Linked DNA regions of Zea mays: region 2 is linked to region 1. The links are chromatin contacts, called in public Hi-C maps. All regions are on one chromosome and are shown on one strand. The core of a region is the stretch at or near the end of the contact, and the rest is flanking DNA. Distances in the headings are between cores, read along the strand shown.

Region 1 (6,257 bases), core at 3,232-5,731:
AATGTGTATAATGTGTAATGTTCATTGCCTGAGCCCTCGAGATGTTTATCATGGCTTGGAGGGCAAGGCGCCTCTCCTAGAGATAAGGAAGGCTATCATGGGATTACAATCAATCCTAAACTATCCATATCCGGTGTTGCCTAATATACTCTAACACGATTGAAGGCTTGATATCAACCACCAACGATTTAACTTGAGTCTCTTTTAGCACGGTCATTAAGACCTCTTACATTCCAGATCAGAAAATGGCTAGATTCCATAATAAAACAAAAAGAAGACTACCAGCGATTCTCCACATAACAGCACCTAAACAGAGGTTAGTGGCTTACCAAAACTTCACCCATGAGCCGGATTGGACCCAAAAATAACTAACAGATTGAGCCCAAAAGTAGCTAATGGTCTAAAACGCATGAAACACAACATTTTACAGTTTAGAACGCCAAAATGTGGTTTTAACCTTTAATTAGCGTTTTGACGTTTAAACGTAGTTTTAATAATACCGGCAATGGCATGCATCTCTACCGCATATTCGAGAAAAAAGAAGAATTTCACAGTGATTTTTCTTCTACCTTCTTATGCAGAGAAGACATTTCTGGAAGAAGGTATATGCGGGGCTTTTATAACGATGTTGCTCGGCTGCAGGTCTGTCTCTCTCTCTCAACCCTAACCCAACCCAATTCAATCAGTGCACTTTATATGGTACTACTATCTTGCAGGATGTGCGTAAAATATTCCCTCATTGCAGCTCAGATATGGAACCGGGGCAGGTTGTCCCCTGATTTGCTTAAGTTATAATTTCCTTTCTTTAAAATAATGACTCTCTTCACTATCCAAGCTGCTGTATGCTAATTAGTTCCTCTTACTTGCTGCTAGTGCTTCTTCCCACAAGAAGTTGCAAAAAGCATCACCACCCCGATGTTTATACTCAATCCAGCATATGATGTTTGGCAGGTTCTATTATAAATATCCATTTGAACAGTCCATTAGTTCATAAGAATCAATATGACTCTTACTATAAACTTTTCGGTCTTCCTTTGCAGGTAGAGCATGTGTTGTCTCCAGAAGGTTCTGACCGTGAAAATCTATGGCAAAATTGCAGGATGGATATTAGCAGGTGTAGCTCAAAACAGCTTGAAGTTCTTCAAGGTTGCAGTGGAATCTTATGTGTCTCTTGTGTTTAATTGTGTCACTTAGGCCTGCATCTTGCAACTCAGTATACTGAGGATAAGGAATTTTCAGGTTTCAGGAAAGCGCTGCTTGATGCTATAAATGAATTCAAGAAGAGAAGGGACTGGGGTATGTTCATTGACTCCTGCTTTATACACTGTCAGTCAATGAAAGCTTTGGCTTGGCATTCGCCATCAGCTGCTAGAGTGAACAACAAGGTAAACACATATCTACGTTATGTTTGTCACAGATGTAGATGGACATGGTTTAACTGGCTATTCAAATTTGTGCACGCACTGTGGCTGTTCTAATTTTACATTTTATAAACTGTGATAAACATCGCCACTGTACTTTTTGTGCCTGTCACCAATACATACACATGCTGTAGATGATGGGTTGGTTTGTCAGTGTCTTTGTGGTTAAATTAATATAGTATCTGAATCTGAATTGTGATGCAGACGGCCGCAGAAGCGGTGGGAGATTGGTTCTTTGAGCGGAGGGAGGTGAAGGAAATAGATTGTGAATATCCCTGCAACCCGACATGCTACAATGTGGTTCTCGATCAGCCCTACAAGGAAGATTAACTGACTTGCAGTGTTAGTTGTGGTAGATTTAATTCGTAATTGACTCTCCATGAGTTGATATTTGTCGAGCTAAATGTGATCATTAGCAGAGTTCGGACTGAGACTTGTACTTGAGGCCTATTAAAATACGAGGAGAACAATACTTACAAAGAGAATTCTATACAATGAGCGTTGATATGACATACAGTAGGATATATGTGTGTGTCACGAGACGAGAGGGACCTTGTCCTTGAAACAGGGTAGGCCATCGTTTTCTTTGAGAGGGACATTGTGCTGTGCATGGAGAGATAGGTAAGGCTGACAAGTTGACCAACGCAACAGCATGCTGTGTATTCACCACGTCATCTGTTGTATTTTTTTGTTGTTGTTGTTCAGGTTGGCTGATGACAGTGGCAAGGGATGTTGTCTCCGTGAGCGGAGCCTGGTTGGTTGATGCGTTTGTGTTCTCCGGGGGTCCAGTCTGAAAGCACGCGTGCCTTGCGGTCGCGTTGAATTTTGGCAACTGGGCTTCTGTTAGTATTTCTCTATTTGCTTAATCAATGATAGATAGAAAATATCTTGGTGCACTTGTCATATAGAAAATGGAACACCGCACACTTGGCCATCGCATGACCTCACCTATCACCTCTGATAGGCGATCTGGTGATACGTGACCTGTGTGATGTGGAAAGGATAGAGATGGTAATGTACTCTAAATTTTACAATATAAAATTTAAGGATCGGATTAAGATCAGACACTATACATATTTATTTTTTAACTAAAATTAATATTAAAGGCTCGTAACAATTTGTGAAGCCTAGGAAAAAGGAAACACATCCTTTACATATATCTCCATGCGCATCATATTGCATGCATTCTGAATCTGTTCATGCTCCGGCCTTTATGACGCTGAATGCTGATGTCCCAGACTCACACCTATATATACTACAACACAAAATACACAACATATCATTGACTAACAAATCCAAAATTTAGTGGCTACTAACTCTGCTCATTCCCTCCCTTGTATAAAAAAACATCTACTTGTATTGCATCGGGCACCATTAATTAGTTGTTGTAATACTCCATCTTGCTTGGGCTTGATAATCATTTGGATCCTTGATTGATCCTCAAAGAATGACTGGAGTGGATTATTGCAGGTAATGAGGCTTGGTAATCATTTGGATCCTTGTTCCTCAAAGAATGACTGGGGTAATGAGCTGTCGGCTACCCTCCCGGAGCCACGAGCAATCCTGGACAAGGACAAGGACCTGATGGCCGAGGTGAGTCCCCTGAAGCTGTTGGAGGTAGCAGTAGTCTTGCTGTTGGCCACCAGCAGCCGGGTGATGGTGGCGCGGCAGAAGGGGCAGGCGGGTGGCTGCAGTGCCAGGGTCGTCGGGTTGGGCTTGCTGTGGCAGCACAGCGCCAGCGTGCACGCGGCGCACATCTGGTGCCCGCAGTCCTGCACCTCCATGGTGCACGCCTGCTCCAGGCAGATGCCGCACAGCTGCTCGTCGTCGTCGTCAAGGCCGCCGTCGTTGTTTGTTTTGGTTGTGGTGTCCGTGATGCGCTTCTCGCGCTCCCTGTTGGCTTCCATGAGAGCCCCCTCCAGGAGCACCTTGGCCTCCGGGCTGAGCTCGCTGATGAACTTGAGCGGGGACGGCCACACCATTGGTTCCGCCGCCGCCGGGTTCAGCAGCGCGGCGCACTCTCGGTGGCTGTGCTTGAGGGCCACCGCGTAGGCGATCCTCCCCGCCGAGTCCCTGTGGAGGCGGTCAGCGCCCCAGGCGAGGAGCTCCCGGACGCAGTCCAGGTTGCCGCGGCGTGCAGCCAGGTGCAACGCCGTGCTGCCGGGGAAGCCGTAGGAGGCTGTTGGGGCGGAGACGATGGCGCCGGCGTGGAGCAGGTGGCGGACGCACTGCGGCCGCCCCTGCCTTGCCGCCAGGTGCAGCGGCGTGGCGCCGTGCTCGTCCCTCACGTTCACGAAGCGCGCGAAGCCCCTGCAAGCCAAGCATGTCATGCTTGATGCATATGGATGAGGATGTCTTGGCTGGCGGCCATACCATGAGTCGGCCACCGGCGTGGTCTTGGCGGCCGAGAGGATGGCTTGGAGGCAGTGGGCATGGCCGTAGTAGGCCGCGTGGTGGAGGCATGTCCGCGCGTGTACCGAGTCGAACATGAGGATCTGAGCCAGCAAGCCGTCGTTCGTCAGTTGATGGCCATGATGAAGAGAAATAGTAAACTGATGATGATTACGTACATTTGCTCCGGCGTCTAGCAGGCTGAGCACGCAGTCCGTCCTGCCGTGCATGGCCGCCAGCATCAACGGGGTCTGCTTCTTCCGGTTCAGCACGTCCACGTTCCCGCCGGCGCCACCGTCATCGAACAACAACATGGAGAGCACCTGCCTCTCTGCCAGCTTGAGAAACACAACAGGAAAAATAAAGGAACAAGAAGCGATCGAACCTGCAGCTGGCCATTGGCGGCGGCGATGTGGAGCAGGGACAGACGGTCGTATATGGTGGTGGCGCGGCGGGCGAGCTCCGGGTCGACGGCGAGGAGGGCGTCCAGGTCGCCGTGCTGCACCGCGCGGAACAAGTCAGCGCCGTCGCGGCTGCAGCTGAGGACGTGGCCCATCGAGGAGGGGAGGTGGGTGGTGGTTTCCGGTGGGGAAGAAGAGAGTTAAGGCTCTTCTGTCTGCTGCTTTTAAAATCAATCACAAGAAAGATGCGTGCTGCTCTTGGATCTTTCCTTCCTTCTCTTTTCCAACATGGTAGGTGATCATTTTTTTTCTATCTCTAACAATTGGAACTCAATATATAAAATGATCAATACTCTCGTATGGGATCGACAGGTACACCACAGGGTACATTAATAACCTAATTAAAAATTCGCGGTTGTTAAGCCCGTCTAGGGCCTATATAAAGATTCTATTTGGTTTAAAAAATAAACTTACTTTATACAGTGTCACTCCACTTGACACTAGGGGTGATAATATGCTCTAAATTTTTAAGGATCATATTAAGATGGGCTATGTTTCTATTTATTTTTAACTAAAATTTAATTAAGGTCCTACTATTTTGCGAAAAATAATTTGGATTGCTATACCTTACCACCTCTACGTGCACGTTTCTTTCCGCGACGCCTATTTCAATCTGTACTAAAATTAACATAAGATGTCGGTGCACCATCCTAGTTGGCGCGTTTGATGGACGCGGCTTAGCTTAAGAACCATGTTTACTCAAATCTATCATCACGCGTGTACCTCCCGCGATCGAGATATTTTCTGCGTTCCTGCTGTTTAAAAAACTATAAGCGCGGTCCTGGTCCTGTTGACAGCTCTATTTCCAGAAAATTTAGGTGCTAGTAAACTGTGACACCTAAAAGGGAGTGAATTAAGACTTCTAAAAACTATCTCCATACTATGTCACAAATAAACGTCGCGTTCACTGCATTTCGCCCGAAAGCTCGATAGTGAAGACGGTGGGGAACGACCGAGAGCAGCCGAAAGCGGAGCACCACTTGCGCGTGGAGAATGCCCGCGGCTCTCTACAGAGTTACTCGTATATGGTGTTTGGCCCTCACGTGGGCTACCCTTTGCGTATGGGCACCAAAGAGGATTAGTTAGGACCTTGCATTGTCGAGATACCTCGGTAAAAAAACGACGTCGTCTATGAGAGTTTGTTTTCTCTACTAGCTTTTTAATCTTCAATATTTACTCTCTCTACTTAAGTTGCAATCTTTACTATTCTTAGTGTTAGTGTAGGTTATATAGGATTGGAACTTAGGTTGCATAACTCTTTTTTGCGGTACAGATAGCAATACATACACAAAACCTACTTTGCATAATCTAGTTAATTTATTTACATAGGTTTTGTTCTAGAGATTTATTTGTGGCCTAGTTTAGAGATAGTTTTTAAAAGTCCTAATTCACTCACCCCTGTTAGATGTTACTGTTACTACAAGTGGTATCAAAGCCCGGTTTGGCTCATTTGGAATGTTTTACCTTCGCCACTAATAGATTCGACGCTTTTAGAGAAAGAGGATGGATACCTATAGTCCACCACACTCCGACGACATTATTTTCCCTTATTATAGTGTTAGAATGACTTGTTATCGAGAAGCAGTTGTTCTAGGTGTTTGGAGAGTCACTCGCGACAGAATGAAACCATTTAAGAATCCCGATTAACTCACCGCGAGTGACAAAAAAGAAATTCATTTGAATGCTAGAGCCAAAAATTGCTTGTATGAATCTCTTAGCATAGAAATCTTCAATTGAGTATTTACTTTGAAAACTGCTAATGAGATTTGGCTAAAATTGCATGAGCTTTATGACCATACATGAAATGTTCGTGAGCAAAAACATTGTCTAGTCTTGAATGCGTACAATTCTTTTGCTATGAAAGAAAATCAGCTTGTTAGAGACATGTATTTATGTTTAAATCTTGTTATTAATGAGCTCAATTCTATTGACATGAATAAGCTAGATGATGCGAACATTGTGAGGAAGATCATCTCTCTATTAC
Region 2 (6,461 bases), core at 657-3,156, 590 kb after region 1:
CAAAACTGGCTGTTGCGATCGTTGGTTCCAGACTAATAACTGGTTGTCATTTCCGCCTGAGGCAAGCTCGCGGTCGTCATGCGACCATTCGAGTCCACAAACCTAACAATTATGTTTGCACAAAACGTCTCAAGCTTCCAAACCCTCAGACAAAATGCTAATTTTTCTTTATTTTGCACAGCAATTGAAATATTTGCCAGGACGACATTTATGTCATGCAAAACTCACCTCTGATCTATGACCAGAAAACTTGCTGATATAGTCATTGGGGACACGGATGTCATGCTGCAGTATGTTCTTGTCCCTGCTACCCGACGACAAGATGCATGAGCTCCATGCTAATACCCCAGTCCTTGTTTGGTGACCTCCCATATTTCTAATCCGCTTACAGCGAGAACTATCCCAAATCTGTTTCAAGTATTAGGGTTACCTGTATGTCAGTACATCTTATTCATGGATTTCAGAAAGAATTTGAAATTGCCATGAAACCTGGCATCGTAGTTGCATGAATACAAATGAAGCAATTCCTTATGCGATGCCATATTAAGCTACCATATAGTTGAATAAAGCTCAGTTCCAAGTGTGACCTGTGATTAATTTTTTGGTTGAATTGCATTTGTGAAACAAGTGAAAATGTGAGAAATACATCAGTTCAGATTTTCAGATAACAAAACTGCATTAGTGAATAGATCATTTCCCATTTGGCACTAGTTAGGTTTGAGAACTGACTCATATTGCAGTAGCAACATGAAAATGGAGGGAGCGAAGCAAGGCATACCTGGACATCTCCAAGGCCGGTGCCAATGGAAAGATAAGAGCCTTCCCGTGACCAATGCACGGCGCATACGCTGTCCCTAGGCCCCAAATCGCAGAGCTTGGTGACCTGGATTTTGGTTGGTGGGTTAGGAGGCGTCATCGAATCCATCATTGTCACTGTCCTACCAGAGGTAGACGCAGGTATGCAGCAGTAATCTTGTTCGTATAGCTGAGACAGTACCTTGCTATTGGACGCGGACCAGAGGTAGACGCAGGTGCCGAGGCCGACGGCGAGCACGTTCTGCGAGGACCAGTCGACGAGGTTGAGATAGAAGTCGTCCTGCAGGGAGGGCGCGTCCAGGACCTGGCGTGCATAATACGGACGCGGCAGGGTTGATCAACAGAACTGCCCACGAAGTGTTTGTGGGATTGTCAAGTAGGAAGGAAGGAAGGGAAGAAATGAAGGCGCGTTGCCTACCTTATGCGGCGTTTTGGGGACCTTCCTGGGTGGCTTCTGCGGCGACGGCGCGTCTCCGGATCCCGCGGTGCAGTCATGGTGCGCGGCGGCAGCTTTAGCGAAGGGTGAGGTGGGAGCGGAGTGGTCTTTCTTGAAGCGGAAGAGGTTGGTGTTGGGCGAGGCGGAGGCTGCGGAGGTGGCGGTGGTGGGTTTGGGTGAATCGGGGCCAAAGAGCTCGGCGCGGAGGAGGCGGGAGTAGGGCGTGTCGTCCTTGGCTGGGGAGAGAGGGGAGTCGATTAGCGCGAAGTTCTGGAGGCGGGAGGAGGAGCGGCAGGGGATGAAACGGTCGCTGTAGGTGGTCTTGGATGGGGAGGGCGTCTTGGGAGGCTCGGCGAGTCGGCGGGAGGGGGACGGCATAGAGGGTCCCGCCCCCAGCCCCACGGGATCGAGGCGGAGCGCGGATGCCATGGACGGTGGCACGTTGAGGCGCGGCTTGGCGTCCGAGGCCGGCGCCGCCACCGCCATGGTGGATGAGATGGATTACTGGAGATGGTTACCTCAAGAATCCTTCCTCCGCGTCGCCTCCTTGGATCTCCCGATCCCGATCTCGATTTCGATCTCTCCTCGACGAACAAGGAAGGGCCTCGATCGAGGGAAGGCAGGGCAAGTGGGAAAGGAGGAGGACTCCACTGCAGGAGGGGAGCGGAAGAGAGGCAGCGGCAGCAACGGTCACTAGTCGCTTTGTCGGTCGGTGGACTAGCCGTTGGATGGAGTATGGGCCAATTCCACTGCGCGCCTGGGCCCATTTTTTTGCTGACTTCTCTTGCTTTTGCATATATATATATATATATATATATATATATATATATATATATATATATATATATATATATATATATATAAAACACGGGAAAATCCATTTTATCCCTCTAAAAATTTAATGTTAGTTTTTTTATTCCTCAACTATAAAATCCAAAACAGCTTCTTCATCGTCTCTTAAATTTAAACTGGACATGTCACCCTATGGCAGTTTTTCTCAAAAGTTTCTATTTTTCTTTATATTTATTTTATCTAAATCTTTAAAACCTATAGTAAATCTAATAGAAATCATAAAATAAAAAATATATAATTACACTAGAAGACTCTATATGGAAGAATACAATTGAGTTTTCTAATGAGAGGCAACACATCAGACAGGGATACAAAATTACAATACTTAGCGTCTTAAACTAGGACAGATTGTTGTCTCTGTGTTTACCATCGAGTTTGGCTTACGCCGAAACGCTTTAAACCCTCCTTCGGGTAACCCATAGTAGGATTAATGGTCATCAAACACTGAGAGGTGGCATTGCTAGATAGGGGCTTTCAACAAAAAGACGCGAAGGTCGATAGATTGTGTCAAGTTCATTGTAAATTTTAATAGATTTTAATCTCTATTCCAAATCAGACGCTGAAATGATTCAACTTGCATGAGTCCTACTCATACATGACCAAGTTTTTGAGTCACCTCCCAAGGCATTGATAGATGCGGTCCAAGTCTAGTTGGACTCCCTTTTGGACTCAAGAATACCACTTCAATCTACCACAAAGTGGTCACAAGACAAATTATTCACTCACTCTTGCACAAGAGGAGGGATACGAGCAACAAATCCCACTGATAGGCATCCAATGAGGCCTAGTTCTTACCACCAAGATAGATAGAAATATTATACACTATCCAAGACTTCGACTATTTAGTAACACTTCTACTTCTCGTGTAGTCTCTTTTAAGGATTAGCTATCATACCAAGCTAGAGTCACCACCTTATCCATCTTGATTATCGAGCCCTGCACTACCAATAGCATAGCAAGCTATGATCTTACAAATGTTGTTGGTTCATGCTACCCGATATACAACATGATATTGTCCCTACCACCCTGGGAGTAAACAATGGCTACACTATTGATTTGTCATACCACACCTTAGAGCATATAATGTCTATGTCGTTTGCTCCTGCTATCCGACACACAACAGTATGTTGTCCCTGCCACCCCCGTGGAGCATACAATGGCTATGTCGTTGGTTTCGGCTACCCGACATATATAGGATGTTGTCTCTGTCATCCTGGGAGCATACAATGACTACATCGTTGGTTTCTGCTACCCAACACACAATAGAATGTCTTCATGTAACCTCTAGATCGAAGCATACAATGTCTATGTTGTTGGTTCTTGCTACCTTGCACACAAAAGGATGTTGTCCATGACAATCCTAGGAGCATACAATGGCTCCACTATTGATTCCTGCTACTTGATATACAATAGGATTTTGTCCCTGCCACTAAGGACATATAACAACATTGCTCTTTTACTTCTTGTCCATGGATCTATGAGACAAAAAACACAATGTTGCTACTTCCTATTTCATAGATGAGTACAAGTTGTGATTAAAGGCATATAACAACATTGCTCTGTTACTTCTTATCCATCTACAACATACATAGCACAATGTTTCTAGTTCTTGTCTCTGTGATGAGTAAAAGTTGTGACTACCGACATATATCACAACATTGTTATTTCCTGTTGAAAGGATCAAGATGCCCAAGAGGGGGGGTTGAATTGGGCTTCTCTAATTTTTTATTTCACAAATTAAAACCTATACTCAAGCCTAACATCACCTCTTATGGCTAATTGGTTTCAAAAAATTTTGCACCCTAAGTTCTAATCCTATACTAGCATGAAAATTCTAGTAATGTAAATTCTTAAAAATGCTCAAAGTAAAGAGAGAATTAGGAACACATTGATGGTTTGTTGAGGTATCAAAGAATCAACATTCCCCACTAGTTCTAATTGGAGCACCTGCACAAGGGTGTCACTTTTTCTTGGCCCATGCAAGTACCAAGTGCTCTCTATGAGTTGGCTCTTTGCCTCTCCGACACGATGAACTGCTTACAACCGTGTAGTTGCTTGAGTTGGATCACACGCAAACTCTTCGGGTGATCACTACACTCTTGGTTGCCACAAAACCTTTAGGTGATGACAATCACCAAGAGTAGCAAGAACAATATTCTCACTCGACCCAATCAAGGCTAATGAGAAGAATGGGTGCACACTAGATACTCTCAACAAGCTTGATGCTACTAATCAAGTGAATATTAACTCTGAAGTCCCTCACTATATAAAGGCTCATTTTTCACACTCAAATGTGTTTCTTTAGCTATTAGAATGGGTGTAAGAGCAATCAACCTCTTGAGGTTTGGTGATTAATTGACAAAGAAAATAAAAGGATACTAATCAGTTTGCTCCTAGTGCATGTCTAGTTTAAAACATAAGAGGATGCACATGAAGCATAAAAGCTAAATGTACTGGGAACTATGCGATGAAGAATGAAGCATTTCCAAGTGATTCCTGGTGAAGATCCCCCATAATTTCTCCTTTATACTTAGTGGTACGAATCTCCGCTCGTTTAGATATTTTGCAAGGTAAGAATGGTTTGTACCAACTCATTCTATTCATTTCAAAATCTTTGTTTTGAAAAATCACGATGTTGCTTGTTGAATGGTTTTTTCCAAGTCTGATTTTTCTGTGAACCACATGGTTCAACCGGCCTGTAAGGGCGGTTGAACCAGTATTACACAAAAATATCTCTAGAAAATCTTGGTTCAACTAGTTTTTTAGGGCGATTCAATCTAAAATTTCAAGGAGTTCTCTAGTGAATCCCGGTTCAACCGGTATTGATACCGGTTCAATCGACTTTTGCACCGTTGACCCAAAATGGCCAGATCTGTTTGGGGTTGACTATATAATCTCTCCCTCTCTCTTTCTAAACCATAGAACTAACGAACCCATGCTCATTGATGACTGCTCCCACTTCATTTAAAGTGATTTAACTCCATTCTCATGCCCCAAGTCCTTCTCCTTTCGATTGGTGGGAATACTCTTCGGTGTGAGATAAGTTCTCGATCTCAAACATGTTTTGACTCTAATTCTTCGATATCACGCTCTTGAGTTGGTGCAATCGTTCTTAGATGTGAATTCATCATTCTTGGAACGTGTTGCTCCATAATGGTTTGTATTTTTCCTTGGGAGTCTCCAAAGTTGTGGATAACCCCAAGAACGATTTGTATCACCTACTCTTTGTGAGCACTTAAGTAAGGGATCACCTTGACCTGTGTGGTCGGCAAGGAGGAACAGGGTTGAGAAAGACCCGGTCCTTTGTAGGCACCTCAACGACGAGTAGGGTACCTTTGTGGTGTGACCGAACCTCGGTAAAACTCGTGTGTCTTGTGTGCTTTTGTGTTTGTGGTTCATCTCTATTCATCTTATATATCAAGTTTCACTAGTTTAATCTTATTCAACGCTTCCATTGTGAATTTTGGTATTAGATTTGAGCTTTAATTTATCTTCTTAGTTAGACCGGGGTAGTGCGGTTCAACTGGCCATCCATAGCGGTTTAACCGCCCATGCTAAAACCGATTATTCTCACAAAAGTTCGAAGTTTGTGTTGGAATTTTCAGGTGTAGCCTATTCACCCACCTGCTAGGCTACTTTCAATTGATATCAAAGCTTAACCCTCATTCAAAGTGCTTCTTCGCGTGAGGAGACGGTCATGTCGATGATTCCAAGCTCCGAAGACATCTTCACTGAGGGGGTTGAGGAAAGCTCACCCTCCACTTAAAATGAAGAAGTCGACCCAAAGATCCTCGACCTCGCCATGAAGCTTGCTGAGAAAATGTTCCTCAAGATGAAGGAGGACAAGGTGAGATGAACGGCTGAGGAATAGGACACTAGAAGCAGTCTCCTCATCAGAACCCTTGACAGGTCTCCTGATAAAAATATGTGTCGACTTTTCCCAGTTATGCAAGCACTAGGTGGCTGCAATAACAACATCCATTTCTTCAGGAGTCAGCTGTGAATTTTGTTTTAGAACTGGACTTTCACCATGAAGGGGAGGATCAAACAGGAATTTGGTAATATTGCTCTACATAACAAGACAAGGCATTAACACTAACATCATAATCAAGCTAGCAAGAAGTAAATGTTGACTCGGATAAACAAAAAGACACTTATGATAGGGGAAGGATTCCATGAAAAATAAGCCTCTGGAGCACCCTCGTTGAAGATATCACCTTTTAGCATCATGCTAGCACGTAACAAAACATCTTATTCTGTGATTTCTCGATCAGTCACACAGGTAGGATCTTTGACTCCTATGTACACAAAGGCAGGATAAACTCAGTCTTTCAAAGGTTGAATATTGCGGTAAACA

Evidence for each region. Hi-C and Micro-C count contacts between places; a contact is called where the count stands out from the background.
Region 2: a Hi-C map of endosperm shows a contact between it and region 1, with 3 times the contacts expected there. The contact joins the promoter of LOC100193750 here to the promoter of LOC100286180 in region 1. A contact is called at or near these places in 3 of 25 Hi-C or Micro-C datasets (ear, endosperm and leaf).

Annotation. Positions count from the first base shown.
Region 1 is chr3:145,832,536-145,838,792 of Zm-B73-REFERENCE-NAM-5.0, forward strand. LOC100286180 (ring zinc finger protein) reads right to left here and starts at 4,482. Exons shown (of 4, transcript NM_001159068.2): 1 at 4,198-4,482; 2 at 3,992-4,135; 3 at 3,795-3,916; 4 at 2,478-3,731. The coding sequence starts at 4,368. The coding sequence ends at 2,909. LOC103652245 (pectin acetylesterase 5) reads left to right here. Exons shown (of 11, transcript NM_001414178.1): 6 at 582-642; 7 at 717-767; 8 at 874-951; 9 at 1,041-1,146; 10 at 1,240-1,385; 11 at 1,626-2,403. The coding sequence ends at 1,751.
Region 2 is chr3:146,428,410-146,434,870 of Zm-B73-REFERENCE-NAM-5.0, forward strand. It overlaps LOC100193750, which reads right to left and starts at 1,907. Exons shown (of 9, transcript NM_001138836.1): 1 at 1,235-1,907; 2 at 998-1,120; 3 at 779-883; 4 at 229-408; 5 at 1-102. The coding sequence starts at 1,738.